2 separate regions of the Pan troglodytes genome follow, and region 2 is linked to region 1. A link is a contact called in public HiChIP or PLAC-seq data. All regions are on one chromosome and are shown on one strand. Each heading gives the region's core, a stretch centred on a gene start, on an enhancer-like site or on the middle of the called end of the contact. The rest is flanking DNA. Distances are from core to core; before and after follow the strand shown.

The links. HiChIP or PLAC-seq counts read pairs in DNA pulled down with a chosen protein or histone mark.
Region 2: an H3K4me3 HiChIP or PLAC-seq map of stem cell-derived excitatory neurons shows a contact between it and region 1, with 4 times the contacts expected there. The contact joins the promoter of PRRT3 here to the promoter of TTLL3 in region 1. A contact is called at or near these places in 2 of 7 Hi-C or Micro-C datasets (induced pluripotent stem cells and stem cell-derived neural progenitor cells) and 1 of 1 datasets of contacts at active chromatin or transcription factors (stem cell-derived excitatory neurons).

What each region holds. Positions count from the first base shown.
Region 1 is chr2:13,839,910-13,847,449 of NHGRI_mPanTro3-v2.0_pri, forward strand. TTLL3 (tubulin tyrosine ligase like 3) reads left to right here and starts at 5,509. Exons shown (of 13, transcript XM_063805359.1): 1 at 5,509-5,685. ARPC4 (actin related protein 2/3 complex subunit 4) reads left to right here. Exons shown (of 7, transcript XM_063805389.1): 6 at 874-1,044; 7 at 3,235-4,130. The coding sequence ends at 3,240.
Region 2 is chr2:13,979,683-13,987,163 of NHGRI_mPanTro3-v2.0_pri, forward strand. PRRT3 (proline rich transmembrane protein 3) reads right to left here and starts at 2,458. Exons shown (of 5, transcript XR_001713166.4): 1 at 2,320-2,458; 2 at 1-171. It overlaps LOC112208615 (a long non-coding RNA gene), which reads left to right. Exons shown (of 4, transcript XR_002943082.3): 4 at 4,487-4,785.

The sequences.
Region 1 (7,540 bases), core at 4,259-6,758:
CCTGGGTTCACGCCATTCTTCTGCCTCAGCCTCCCGAGTAGCTGGGACTACAGGTGCCCGCCACCATTCCCGGCTAATTTTTTGTATTTTTAGTAGAGACGGGGTTTCACTGTGTTAGCCAGGATGGTCTTGATCTCCTGACCTTGTGATCCGCCCACCTCGGCCTCCCAAAGTGTTGGGATTACAGGCGTGAGCCACCGCGCCCGGCCCACTGAATCAGTCTCTTAAAGCCACAGTTAACATTGGGTCAGTTGTTGCCTGAATTTGTACTTGAATCTTCTCCACAGACTCCTTGCCAGGTAAACTTAAAATATCCCCAGTGACTAAGCAACTACCACACAGCAGCATGTGCCATCATCAGACACGTGAGGCGTGTTAGCCAAGTTCTTCCTCATTCTGAGCCAAATTTTCTCTCCTGGTCCTAGATCTAACCTCTGGGGCCACCCAGAATAAATAAAATTGATCTTCCTCCCACAGCCCTCCAGCAGAAAAAGACCCTTAATCCCACCCATCTTCCACATCAATCATCTCTTCTCTGGACTAAATGTTCCCTGTTGTTTGATTAGATTATTCTGTAACAAGACTTCAAGTTCCTTGACTCATTCTGAATGCAGAGCTGTTGTGCCACAGATAGTTTTCCAGAGATGTCTGATACACACAGAATTCTCAGCGGGGTTCAGTTCCTTGGATCCAACCTAGACACCCTCCCCCAGAGCAGCTGGGCTGCTGACTGGAAGGGTATGTAGCTTGGCAGAAGATCACAGCCAGTGGGAAGCATGTGGATGAGTGGAGGACATGACCAGCTCAGTTCCCATGGGGTGCTAATTCTCTCCTGTTCCTTCTCTTCCCCCTCCCTACTGTCTTCTTCCCTAGGGGTATGATATCAGCTTTCTGATCACCAACTTCCACACAGAGCAGATGTACAAACACAAGTTGGTGGACTTTGTGATCCACTTCATGGAGGAGATTGACAAGGAGATCAGTGAGATGAAGCTGTCAGTCAATGCCCGTGCCCGCATTGTGGCTGAAGAGTTCCTTAAGAATGTGAGTAGGGGCCTTTAGCTTTCCTTCCAGAGGCCAGAGGATCTGGGGGTCATGTTGAGAACTTAGCATCTGGTGGGAAAGGGGTCCAAGCAGTGTGTTTATATCTCCTGAGCTCTCTAGGACCCCTGGGGCACAGCAGGTCAGTCAGGTGCTTTGGAGCTAGAGGATCCCAAGTTCATCTCTGAGAGCTACAAGGCATTTTCTATATTTGGGTGTCTGGGGTGGCTCTTAGTCTCTCGTAGGAACTTGGTCACTCATTTCTGCATCTCAGGATGTTCACAAAGTCCTTACCTCTATCTCGTTCAAACCCCAAGTGAGGTAAGTGAAGTCTGCATGTGAATTTTCTAGGAGTATAGGACAATCAATCATGTTATTCCACTTCTCAAATAGACTTCAGTACTTTCCTTCAGCATGTTTCTCAGGCTTAAATCATGATTCCTTCAACCTGTTTTCCATCACTTGCATGGCGTAAGTCCTCCAGATTCCTCTTACATTGTTTATGTCTTTCTAATTGAAAGCACTGTAGTCATCTGAAGAGGTAGAATTGTTTACATTGATGAACTGGTGACATCGTTCTTAGATGTTTAGATATTCAGAACATGCCTTTTTTTTCCTCCTTTTTCCAAACAATCTGGTTTGTTGACATGTGCCACCCAGAGTGGCTGTGATCTCTAGACGGTAGACTTAGTGTGTACTCCCACCAGTAAGTACATACCCAGTGCAGAAGGAGCTCAGATTCCTAAAAATGGAAATTATACCCGCTTCCCTTGGGATTTAATTATACTGAGGGTGGCCAGTGTACAGAGTAGCTGTGGTGGGTGCACAGGTCGGCATGGCTGTTCAGCTCACTCAGCTATGGAGGCAACCCACCTGTGTGGGAATCCAGGCTCCACCGCCTACTCAGGCATGTCACTGAACTCTCAACTAAGTCTCAGTTTCCTCAGCTGTGAAATGAAGGTCTGGTAATTAATACTTATCTTTCAGTGGTTGAGCATTAAATGAGACCATGTGTGTAAAACGTAGCACCTGGTACATAGTAAGCTTTCCGTGTATTGCAGCACCAAAATTTTATGGCCAGGATATTAGGAGTCCTCTAGATTGAACTGGAAGGGGAAAATAGCTCTTGTTCCAATTGAATATTTGGCTCACTCACTCAACAATCATTTACTTATTTATGATAATTACATCGCACAGAATTAGACCCCTAAAAAAGTATGTTCACATGTCCCATTTATTACTCAAAACAGTCTTTGAGTCAGCTATTATCGCCATGTTAGAGATTAATAAACTGGGGCTTTAGAAGTAAAAGCACCTGTCCGAAGTCCCTCAGCCAGTAAGAGGAGGAACCAGAATGTGGAGCTGGGTTTTCGGACTCAGAGGTCTAAGAAAGTACCATAGCCTTTGTCAAGGGTCACAAATTCAGGTGCATCCAAAGGTCGGGTAGCTATGGAGTGGGCTGAGTATGGAGTGGGCAGGGTGAGGAGCTGCTGAGCGCATGCCTCATGTGCAGGGGCTGGCTCCCACACAGCTCCAGGCCATTGAACCCCCAAATTTGGATTTGTATATGGCATCTTCCATGTTTTCAAGGTTGGCAACTAATTCATATTGTTTTAAACACCACGTGGGCCATGCAGTGCTCATCTTTGGGCTAGTTTCAGGCATGGGCCATTGGTTCACAACCTTTGGTCTCTAAAATGTGCAGGGCTGTCCTAGGCAGCATGGGGGACCTTGAGGGCAGAAAACATTTCAAGGGCCTGGCTTGGTTGGAGGTTCATCCAGAGCTTGACACAAAAGTACCAGAACCTGGGTCCTTTTCCACTTGGCCCTCTGAGTCCCCAGGCCCCTTGCATGAGAGCCCCCATGCCTAAAGAAAGCAACCTCAGTTCACCAGGCAGGACGCTGGCAGGGCTTTCTAGCAGCCTCCATGCCAGGGCACAAGGGCGCTGTGGAGAAGCTCTCATGGCTCTTAATTTTTCTGCCTTATCTAGTGCTAGGCTTAGGGCCGGTGCCCATAGGTCACTTCTGAAAGCTGGCTGAATTAGAGCATGACCACAAGGTGTCCTGGGACCCAACTCTGCCCCTCACAGATATGAGCACAGTGGCAGCTCTCAGGTTCATGCACCTCCTTAGAGCAGTCCCACCAGGATGCAATAATAACCACCATGCACTGCCTCTTGGTTCTCTTGACAGTTTTAAACCATCTGGCTGGATCTCGTGGCCTTCCCCCTCAGACTACCCATGTCTCCACGAAGGCGTCCTGGAGTCACTCCCCAGAGCAGCGCGGCGGCGGCAGGGAGTTGGGTTGGGGTGGGCATTCGATGCGGGAGGTGGGTAGTGTGCTTGCTAGGTGGGCAAGAAAGCAGCAGTGGACCTGCCCCAAGGCCACACGTGCCTGGTCAGGCTGGCTTCTGATGTTCAGTCCCCTGGGCCGGGACAGATTTTTTTTAACGTCTTGAAACTTAAACTCTGTGCTTGTAGGATACTGTAACCTTTTTGTCTTTTTTTTTTTTTTTTTTTTAAACCTCCACCTCCAGTGGCTGTGACTGGTCCCAGTGATTATACGTTATTGGTTGCTGTGGGTCTGGGCGGGCCTGGAGCCAGAAGGCGACTTATTTTTTCTCTCCTATGCCACCCCAGGTGGGGAGGGAGGGAGGTTTCAGACTCCAGTTTCTCCCTTGCCCTTTTATTCCCAAGCCTCCTTGGCCCCAGTATAAGTGTTGGGAACTCTCTGCCAGCTTCCTGAGTTCTGCCTAAAGATGGCCCCCCAGCACTGGTTGGGGACAAGGGCCAAATTGGTGACCACCAGTCATGCCTAGGACCTGGGGCCCAAAAGCCAGGCAACCTCTGGCTACAGGGGCCATTGGGTGCCCTCCCAGTTGAGAGGGGCCGCTGTTTCGCCTTGTCCGTCAGTGCCAGTGCCTGTGCCAGAGGTGGCGAGGTGAGTCCTCCAGAGCTTCCTGGCCGGGCCCTCCTCCTGCCTGTTCTGGCTCCTCTGCTCCCACGCTAGCTGTCCCTTTTCTGATTCTGGTGGATCCTCCCTCCCCTAATTAAAGTCTCTTTTTGCCCCTTTGGGGCTGCATGAGGTCTATGCTGTGTGTGTGTGTGAAAGGAGGGGAGGTGGGGCTTCTTTTCCCTGAGACCAGATGGCTGGTAATTGTGCCTGGAGCTCCCCACTGGGTGCAGTCTCATGATTGGTCCTGCCATTATTCCTGCCAAGGGTCCCAACCCAGAGACTCCATTCATTGCAGTCCAGGCACCATTAATTTCTGAAACTGCTCTGTCTGCCTATACAGAGCTTTGGTGCTTTTCACATAAGGAACTTACTTGGGCTAAAAAGTAACCTCAGAGAAACAGTGCTCCCATTTGGTGGATAAGGAAACTGAGGTTCCAAACATGAGATGTAATAGCTTGCCCTAAATCTAGCCAGTGAGCAAGAGAGTAGACTTTTGCCTGTGCCAAAACAGTAATCACCATCCACAAGTGGCTATTTAAATTTTAATTATTACAATTAAATAAAGTTTAAAATCCAGTTCCCCAGTCCCACTGGCAACTTAACAGCTACCAGTGACTGTACCATATATAACAGCATATATAGACATACAGCATATACAACACATACATAGAGATTCCCATCATTGCAGAAAGTTCCATTGGATAGTACTAGACCTTAGTAACACCTTGAAGTAAAAAGACAAAAAACCCTTGTGTTTGAGTCCTGATTCTTCTTGCCAAATTTGGCCAAGTTACTTCTATTTTGTGTCTCAGTTTCTTAGTCTATGAAGTGGAGATAATGAATATAAACAATCTGACACGGTCGCTGCTACACAGGTACTGACTGAACTATATTTTTTCCACCAGCCCAGTGGCTGGGCTGTTGAATAATTTCCAGTGTTCATGATGTTTATCCTTGCCTTGAGACTTGGAGGTCCAGGAAAAGGGCTGGGTGTGTAAAAGGTTCACTGAAGTGTTTCATATTTAATATTGGAAGTCTGGGGGCCAAGGGGTAAATATAGGAGTGGGTGTCAGGGTAAGCTTCAAGAAGGGTTAACCTTTGAGCTGAGCTTTCAAAAGGGATTCCTCCAGATGGCCAGAGGGGTTTCTTCTGATGGGGTGGACAAGGTGATGTTAAAGGGAGGAGGGGGTAAGGGCAACAACTTGGAACAGCTATTGCCCCCCTCCTCCCCCCCCTTTTTTTTTTTTCATTTTTGAGACAGGGTCTCGCTTTGTTACCCAGGCTGGAGTGCAATGGCGCAAGCATGGCTCACTGCAGCCTCAGCTTCCCCAGGCTCAAGTGATTCTCCCACCTCAGCTTCCTGAGTAGCTGGGACCACAGGCCTGTGCCACCACGCCCAGCTAATTTTTTTGTTTTTGTTTTTTGTTTTTTTTTAGGTCTCACTATGTTTCCTCGGCTGCCTTGGGTGATCCCCCCGCCTCAGCCTCCCAAAGTGCTATCATCTCCTTTATGACATTACCTCTGTGACCTACCTCGCCACCCCTCTGAATTAGGTGTTCCCTCCTCCAGGGCACATGGCTATGTTCTAGCTTTGCAGTGAATGTTAAAGGTGCTCACAGTGAAACTGGGTGACTAATAGGATATAGCAGCTGGTCACTCAACAACCCTCACAGGACAGCATTGCCTGGGTGAGCCAGCCACAAACCTCATTTGTCATGTATCTCTCTCCCAGGGTCCAAATTCCCTAAATCACCTTTCCTGGGGGGCGTGCTTTTCGGGAAGTCCAGCCATCAGCTAAAGGGGAGTTGGGGTCAGCTGGACAGGAAGGTGGGGGATCCACCTTCACTCTTAAGAGCACATCTACCCAGTGACTAACAAAGCTGGGCTCTTACTAGGACACTCTCTTCGACTCTGCCTGCGGGGGCACTGCTAGAGTTTGCCTCTCAAACTGTCCCTGTGTGGTCCTTCTGTGACTAGCAGGCAACCTGAGTGATAACAGGTGTTTAAGGGACAGGCTTTGGAGTCAGACCTGGGTTCCAGTGCTGCCTCTGCTCTGTGATTTGAGGCAAATTGTTTAACATCTTGGAGCCTTACCTCCCCTGTGACTTTTGAGGATAATATTTTGCCAGTGCTTCCAAAAAGGTTGCTTGCAGTCTTAGCCTGGGGGCCAGGCATAACTGTTCTGAACTATTACATTTCTTTCGCAGTTGACTCAAATGATTGTTTTTCCATTTCCGGTTTCTGGGGAGGGTGTGCTCTGCACCTTCTTGTTATATGCTGCCCTCGCTAAGGACCTTACCCTAGGCCCAGCTGCCAGGCCCAGCAGGTCTGATCTGGCCTCACCAGGCTCCAGCCACCCTGGCTGTCTTGTGGTTTGCACAAAGGTTCTTACCCTTCTCAGGGCTGTTGCTGGGACTGTCCCTTCCCTGAAGTGCAGTTCCTCCCCTTTCCCTGGTGACTCCTGACTCCTGGCATTTACACCTTCAGCTTAAATGCGCCACTTTATCTAAAATGCGCCCCCTTCCTGGTTTCACCTCTGCTTGTTCATTGCCCTTATTATACCTGTAAACTATTCTCTTCCTTTGTTACTTGCTTTTTATTCCCCTCACACTGGGCTTTAGTAAGCTCCATGAGGTCAGGGGCCATTTGTTAGCGCCTATAAATACTGTGGAATCACTCAAACCCTAGGGCCGGTGGCACCAGGAAGTATTGGATAAGGAACCGCAACACTAACTAACTGGGGCCCAGTGCTCTCTTCCGCCTTCAGTGCCCTGCTCATCAAGGGTCTGGGTGAGGCCCCAGGTCATAAGGAAGCCCTCGCTCGACTGCCCCGAGCCCCATCGCAGCCCCCAACCAGCCCCGAGCGGTCTGATGGTGCCCAGGGAATGGTTTCCAAGGCAATAGCAAACGGGGCGGGGCTTGGAACGGAGGACAAGGCTCGAGCCTAGGCAGGAACTTCCCGGGAGAGGAGGCGGCGACGCGGAGGGCCGCGGGATCAGGGGCCCTGGGAGGGCGAGCGCGGCGAGGGGCGCATGCAGTGCCCCGACGCGCCACTGCTCCTGAGCGCGGGGGAGCTGGGGCCCGGGCGCCGGGGCTCGGCCTCCTGGTACCGCCAGGAGGGCGGCGCGGTGTGCAACTGGCTGCGGAAGCCGCAGCCGCTCGAGCCACGCACCAGTTTCCCCTCGGCGCGCCGCTCCGAGTTCCGTCCACCCAGGAGGCTGCCATGGGCCGGCCCTGCCTCTGCCCAGTCCGAGGAGGGTCACGCAGGCGGCAGATGCCAGGCGGGCAGCCCCGCCCCTGCGCGCCGCCTCAGCGGCGCCTTCGAGACGCTGGTCCCAGGCACCCACGCCCAGGGCGCCTCGGATACCCACCCCCTCGGCCCCCCGCACACCCCGGTCCTCGATGACCGCTCTCCGCAGGATGGTGAGGCCCGTGCGGCCCGCTCGCTCTGGCCTACAGCGGCTGCGAGGACGACAAGACGCTGGGGTGGAGGGACTGGGGGTCGGGAGAGGAGCGGCTGAGGGTGGGCATCTGGATGAAGGC
Region 2 (7,481 bases), core at 1,208-3,707, 140 kb after region 1:
GGAGTTTTCAAGTGGCCTGGGAAAGCCCCTCCCCAGGGCAGGGCCAGTCCCCAGGAGTGGCAGCAGCAACAACAGCAGAAGGCCACATACACAGCCCCATGGGCTGGAGGCCATGGTCTACTCCGATGCCTGGGCCTAAAGCCCCCACCTTCCAGTCCTCACTGGATGAGCCTAAAAAACAAACAGGGCATGGAATGACATGTGAGGGCTGGGGGCCCCCATGCCTTCCTCAAGGGGCTGGCAGGAAAGAAAAGCAACGCAAGGCAGCAGCTTCTCTGCTTTTAAAATTGCTGGACGTGGCACTTGCCCTGCTTTAAAACCTTCAGTGGCTCCCCATTTCCCTCAGGAAAGAACATAAGCTCCTCTCCTGGCCTTCCAAGACCCTGGCCACCGCAAGCTGTTCATCTGTCCTCCAACACCCACTGGACTGTGTGACTCCCATGCCTTTGCTTCTGCTGTTCCGTCAGCAGGGAATGCTCTCTCCCTTCCCCTTCACTTGCTGAAATCCTGTTCTTTTTGAGACGGAGTCTTGCTCTGTCGCTCAGGCTGGAGTGCAGTGGCGTGATCTCGGCTCACTGCAACCTCCACCTCCCAGGTTCAAGTGATTCTCCTGCTTCAGCCTCCCGAGTAGCTGGGGTTACAGACATGTGCCACCACACCTGGCTAATTTTTATATTTTTAATAGAGATGGGGTTTTGCCATGTTGGCAAGGCTAGTCTTGAACTCCTGACCTCAGGTAATCTGCCCATCTTGGCCTCCTAAAGTGCTGGGATTACAGGCATGAGCCACTGCGCCCTGCCTGAAATGTTATTCCTAAAGGCCCACTTCAAAAATGAGAGACGTGGAGAGGGAGAGGAATATGCACCGGCCTTTGGGGAGGGGCCTGAGTTTGAATCCCAGTGTCTTCATTTCTTGGGGGAGTCATTTTACCTCTCTGCATCATAGTTTTCCCATCAGTAAAATGGGGATAATAAGCATGCCTAACTCAAGGCATGAGACAAATAACCAAACAGGTATGGGCGAGGTTCATACCTGATGCTTGACAAGCGTTAGACATTCCTCTTCCCGCCTTCCTTCCCTCATCTTCCTGGGCACTTGTCACCCTGGTCTGATTCTATAATAATCTCCTGCCTCTTATTTCAAACCTGCAGCCTCCAGTATATACCTGGCCCCACGTGGATATCCCCTAAAAGTTCCTGTTCTCCAGAGCCTGTCAGTGGGCCAGGGAAGCAGGAAGGGGCCCCACCACCAGGAGAGGTTTCATGGAGGGTGCGAGAGCTGAAGCCTGGGTGTGTTTGGCGGCAGAGGCCCTGCTCTTTTCCTCTCTGGGGAGCAGCTGTCCCCAAAGCTTCCTGGCTCTTAACCCATGGTGGCTCACAGACACCTTAAGAAGCCACTGAAAACCCCTGGTGCTCTCCCGGGGAAAAGACCCAGGCTCACCGAAAGTTGTGAACAATTTCAAGGGGTTCAAAGACCTTTGAGTCCCATCCTCCAAACTCGAGTTTAGACTCTGTCTTAAAGCCTTGTTAGTTCATTTCTCAAACATTCACGGAGCCCCATGGGCTGCTCCTGGTCTAGGCTAGGTGCTGGGGGCCCAGAGACAGGGCTTTGCTCCAGGGTTGGGAGTAGGGGTGCGCTGAGACGCCCCTAACACAGGTACTGGCTAAAAACAGTGCTCCTGTGTTTAGTTCTTCCCCAGTGAGGCTCCTGCGCTGAGCTTAGCAACACGTCACTCCGCCCTCCCAATACAAGGTGTGGGAACAGCCATTTCACAGGGGGAAGAAACGGGGGTTCAGAGAGGGTGAGCAACTCCCCCAAGGTCACACAGCTGAGTGGACACAATCGGGGTTGTGAAACCCTCGGAGGCTCATCTTCCACAGGAGGTCCAAAAAGCTTTGCCGAGAAAACGGCTGAATGGGGCCTCCAAAGATAAACATGCCATCTGCCTACCACTGCCAACCCAAGAGATGTGGGCACCTGCGGACAAGGCGGGGGCTTGCCCAGCCCTGGGCTCCCACTCTGCTGGAGAGGCTGTGGGGGGTGGCGGATCTCTCTGCCGCAGGGACTGGGGAGAGGCCGGCCTGGGGGCAGGGCGAGGCCGTTGCGGGGCAGCCTCGGAGCTGGTCCATCTCGGGTTACCTCTCCTCCTCCTCCTTCTCCTCCTCCGTCTCCTCTCTCCCTGGCTCCGCGCCTTCCCGCAGTGTCCTGGATGGGGGTGGGCGCCGTGCAGGCCTGGTCGCCTGCGCCCGCGACGGGGGCAGCAGGCCACGCTCCCCGTCGGGGTCCCGCCATCGCCCCCTCCCTGGGCCAGCTCCTCACCTGCGCGCCGCAGCCCCCGTGTTCACCTTGCGCGCGTCCCTGCAGCCGATCGCCGCGCCGCATCCTCCGAGATGCTCAGACTCGGCTAACAGAGCCCGGCGCTGCCGATCGCGAGCCCGCCCACAGGAGCGCAGCCCTGCTTAACTCTTTCCCCTTAGGGGTGGACTCTTCTGTCAACCCCGACTTCCCCTCGCTCAGGGATTGTCAGGGCTCAGAGTGGAACCGAGGTCATCTCTGAGGGATGTGGAAATGTCTTCTGCAGCATCCCTGAAAACGGGGCAGCTAGCCTCTGCTTGCATACCTCATGGGACGGGGAGCTCACTTCCTTTCTATATCCCTACATCCTTTTAGGTAAATCCTACCTACAGCTTGGTATGTATCCTTCAGATTCTTTTCAATGTACAGTTACATGTACATCTTAAATAGAAATGACGTCATACTGTATACTTTTTTTTTTTTTTGAGACAGTCTTGCTCTGTCGCCCAGGCTGGAGTGCAGTGGCGTGATCTCGGCTCACTGCAACCTCCGCCTCCCAGGTTCAAGTGGTTCTCCTGCCTCAGCCTCCCTAGTAACCATGCCTGGCTAATTTTTATATTTTTAGTGGAGACAGGGTTTCACCATGTTGGCCAGGGTGGTCTCGAACTCCTGACCTCAGGTGATCAGCCCGCCTCGGACCCCCAAAGTGTTGGGATTACAGGCGTCAGCCACCGTGCCCAGCCACTGTACACATTTCTGTAATTTGTCTTTTTCTCTTTCACTTTCCAATATATTCTGGCACATTTTTCATGTAAATATCTATAGATCTATATCATTTCTTGTATCCACTGTTGAGAATTCCAGCATATGGTCAGCTAGTTATTGTTCTTTATCCTGTCCCCTGTGATTGGACATAGGTTGTTTCTAGCCTTTTGCTCGCAGGGGTAATGGAGCAGGGGCCATTCCTTGCTTAACACATCACTGTGCACGTACACTAGTGCACCTACCAGATAATTGCCTAGCCGAGGCATGGTAGTAAAATCTATGGGTCTGCATATGGGGCTGGTAGACACTGTCAAAATGTTCCTGGTCTTTCTTTGAACACCTGTTGATATAGTAAACATCCATTATTAGGCTCAATTCTTTAAAGGAAAGCCACACAGGAAATATATGTGGTTATCAAAAATGAGATAGGGCTGGGTGCAGTAGCTCACACCTGTAATCCCAGCACTTTGGGAGGCCTAGAGAGGAGGATCATTTTGAGCCCAGGAGTTCAAGACCAGCATGGGCAAGATGGTGAGACTTTAATTAAAAAACAAACAAACAAACAAAAAAACTAGCTGGGCGTGGTGGTACATGCCTGTAGTCCTACCTACTCCAGAGGCTGAGGCCGGAGAATCATTTGAGCCCAAGAGGTCAAGGTTGCAGTAAGCTATGGCCACTGGAGTGTCACTGGAGTGCATTGACCACTCTGTCCATTGACCACAAGCTGTGTCACTGGAGTGCAATGACCACTGCACTCCAGCCTGGGCAATAGAGTGAGACTGACAAAAAAAAAAAAAAGAAGAAGAAGAAGAAGAAGAAAATTTGGCCGGTATAATGGCTCATGCCTATATTCCCAGCACTTTGGGAGGCCAAGGCTGGAGGACTGCTTGAACCCAGGAGTTCGAGACCAGCCTGGGCAACATGGCAAAACCCCATCTCTACCAAAAAAAAAAAAAAAAAACAAATTAGCCAAGTGTGGTGGTGCGCACCTGGGTCCCAGATACTCAGGAGGGTTATGTGGGAGGATCACGTCAGTCCAGGAGCCAGAGGTTGCAGTGAGCCAAGGTCGCACCACCGCACTCCAGCCTGGGTGACAGAAAGAGACCCAGTATCAAATAAAAAATCAAATTTCACTTAAAAAAGAAAAAGAAAAAATTCTTCCTAGGGCTGAGCTGACATCTCCCTCCCAATGGCTTCCTACCTCTAGCTCTCACAGAAGAGCAATACTCAGGCCCCAGTTGTGTCTGACGTATTGCAGTTTGAAGAATATTCCATCCCTAATGGCTGGTAAATGGTGGGGCCTGCGTTCAGCTGCTTGACTCTGGGAGAGGGTGCAGGCCTTGCCCGTTTCACACATGACCTGACCAGCTCTGTTCTCCTTGTTGGAGCCACTTCAGAATTGTAAAGGCATCTCTCATTTCTCTAGAGTCTTCTTTCTCCAGAACAAACACTCCGAGTTTTTCAGCTGTTCCCTGCAGGACAGGATTCTGGGTTCTCACCATGTGGAAGAATCTCTTCTCTGTTTGCTTCTTACCAGCTCAACAATGCCCCTCTGAAAGTAGGACTCTTGGAAATGAACCTTGTTGGGAGTAAAGCTGAACCTTCACCTCTCCTTTCCAGGATTCTACTCCATTCATATGGCCTCACACTGAATTAATGTTTCTAGCAGCCACATCACTTTGTTACCCAATTGATCTAGTAGTAAAGTCTTCCCATCTCTTCATGTACAACTGGTTTATTGACTCTTAATGTAGGATTCTACATTTGTTTGTTGTTTATCTTGTTAGATCCAGCCTGTTGTTACAATCTTGTAGGAAGTTAACTGGATCCTGATTCTACATATAGCTGATTGACATTTTGGAGGGTTTTGCAATAACCATTTCCCTTCCTGACAGCATCCTAACTTCCTTTGAGGGACCTGTGTCTGTTCCCATGTGGGCAGTCTTGGCCAGAATGCAGTCCTAGGGCCCCCTACAGAAGCTGAGGAGTCTGGATCCTCCCTCTCACTTCCCCTTGTGAACTCGCTGGGAGCCTCCTTTGGAGATGTTGAGATTCCCTCCACAGGCTCAGAGCTGGCCCGGTTCCCTTCCTCAGTTTCTCCTGAGAAGGGCTGGTGTGTGAGTGCCTGACCTCCCAGTCCATGCAGGGCCATCTGGCTGCTTGCTGGCTGCCCTCTTTGGAACCAGGGGCCCCAATCCCATCGCGTTTCTAAACCACCAACCGGCAGGCATTCTGAGATTCCAAACAAATGCAAGAGAGATTAGGATCCCTTTGGCTAGAGACCAAGGTGAAAGCTGATCCTGTGGAAAGAGGAGACTGGCTGGGGTGGAGGTGAATGTAAGCGGGGAACACGAGGCGCGCAGGTGTGGACGGGGAGTATCTCAGCTCCAGATGGAGCTCCCAGCATCCTTCTGGAGACTCTGGGACGGCAGGGATAAATGGAAGGTGACTCCAAGTATACAAGGGATGGTCAATATCTCCTGTTTACCAAGCACTTGGTCTGCCAAAAACTATGCTACACACCATTATTCTTTTTAAGTCCTCATGACAACCCTAGGTTTTATGTTTTTCATTATACAGCTGGCAAGCTGAAGCTCAGAGAAGTTCAATAACTTGTTAAAGGTCATGCAGCAACTAAGGGGCCAAGCCACAGGCCTGACTTTAGAACTAGTGCTCTTTGTTTTGAGATGGAATCTTGCTTTTGTATTTTTAGTAGAGGCAGGGTTTCGCCATGTTGGCCAGGCTGGTCTGAAACTCTTGGCCTCAAGTGATCAGCCTGCCTCGCCCTCCCAAAGTGCTAGGATTACAGGCATGAGTCACCACGCCTGGCCAGAACCAGTGCTCTTAATAGTAATGACACCCTCCTGCCCCTCTGGAAGAACCTGAGAGAGGAAAGTGGGGGAGAGGGAAACCCCAGGCCTTCCAGGCGGCCCCTACTGTGTTAGGAGTTAATTGAGTCCATGAAAATAGGCCCTCCAGTTTGGATCTCTGTTGACTTCAAACCAACAGAGCTGAAAGTTGTTGTGACTCCCCAAGGAAAGAGTGAGAAAGAAAAGGCAAAGAAGATGGGGCTGGCAATGATGAAATCTCCTGCTTAGACAAAGCCCAGGACAGTTGGTTGGCATTTTCGTTCTGGCTGGTTGCTCTGGCAGGCATGAGAAAATAAACAAAAGGGAGAACAGGTGGGAGAAAGTGCAGGCTGGTGAACCTTCTCTGTGCTCTGCCCACTGTCCTGAACTCTGAGGGCACGGGGAGTTACACTCTTTTACCAAACTGGCCAAATTCAGCCTGAAGGGCTCCTGGAGTCTTAACCTACTCATTCTCAGATTTTAGCTTCCACCAACACCAACTAAACAAACCTGATCTTTTTAAAGAGGTTTTTTGTTTGTTTTTTGAGACAGAGTCTCTCTCTTTCACCCAGGCTGGAGGGCAGTGGCACAATCTCAGCTCACTGTAACCTCCGCCTCCTGAGTTCAAGCCGTTTTCCTGCCTCAGCCACCCGAGTAGCTGGGACTACAGGAATGCACCACCACGCCTGGCTGATTTTTGTATTTTTGGCAGAGATGGGGTTTCACCATGTTGGCCAGGCCGGTCTCAAACTCCTGACCTCAAGTGATCTGCCTGCCTTGGCCTCCCAAAGTGCTGGGATTACAGGCGTGAGCCACCACACCTGGCCAAGAGTTATTTATTTTTTGTGTGTCGAAATCTGATGCCACTTTAAAATCAGCAGATCCTTACCCCATTCCCTTTCACTCTCAATTCCCACTTTCTGGAAGTAATTATTGTCAAGTCTTTCTGGTACTTCTGGTTATTTCTTCTGGTATTTATCCTATTTTCACATCAGATTTATGCTGCTAATGTTAATTATTTTCAGTTTTGGGGGTTAATCTATTGACTACTATGAAGATAATATGAAAATGTAGCTCTTCTATTACTTTCCATATTTTTCTGTAGTTTTTTGGTATCATTATTCTGCATTTACAATACTAGAACTGTGAAACAAGTATTCAAGCTGATTCAAGAAGTGTGCTGTGAGGATAATAATTCCCTCCCCAGACATTGTTTCTCCTGCAGTAAGTACTGCTTGGTTTTTCATTTGCTTAATTTTCCATGCATCTATCACTAATTCATTCCCCTTAATCCTTCCTTAAAGTGAAAAACAATTGAAAGATTTAATTTCCCATTCAGATAACATTTTCAGAGATTCACAGAATTCTACAGAGACAACAAACAACATGGTTTCTTCGACAGATGAATGTCTTGAAAAAAAAGGGAGGGAGGGAAAACTGTTACATAAGAGATTTAAGAGATATAGCAACCAAATGCCACATGGGGGCCTCGTTGGGAGCCTCAGTCAAATAAATCCACTGTGGAAAAGACATTTTAAGACAATTAGGGAAATATGAACACAGATTGAGTCT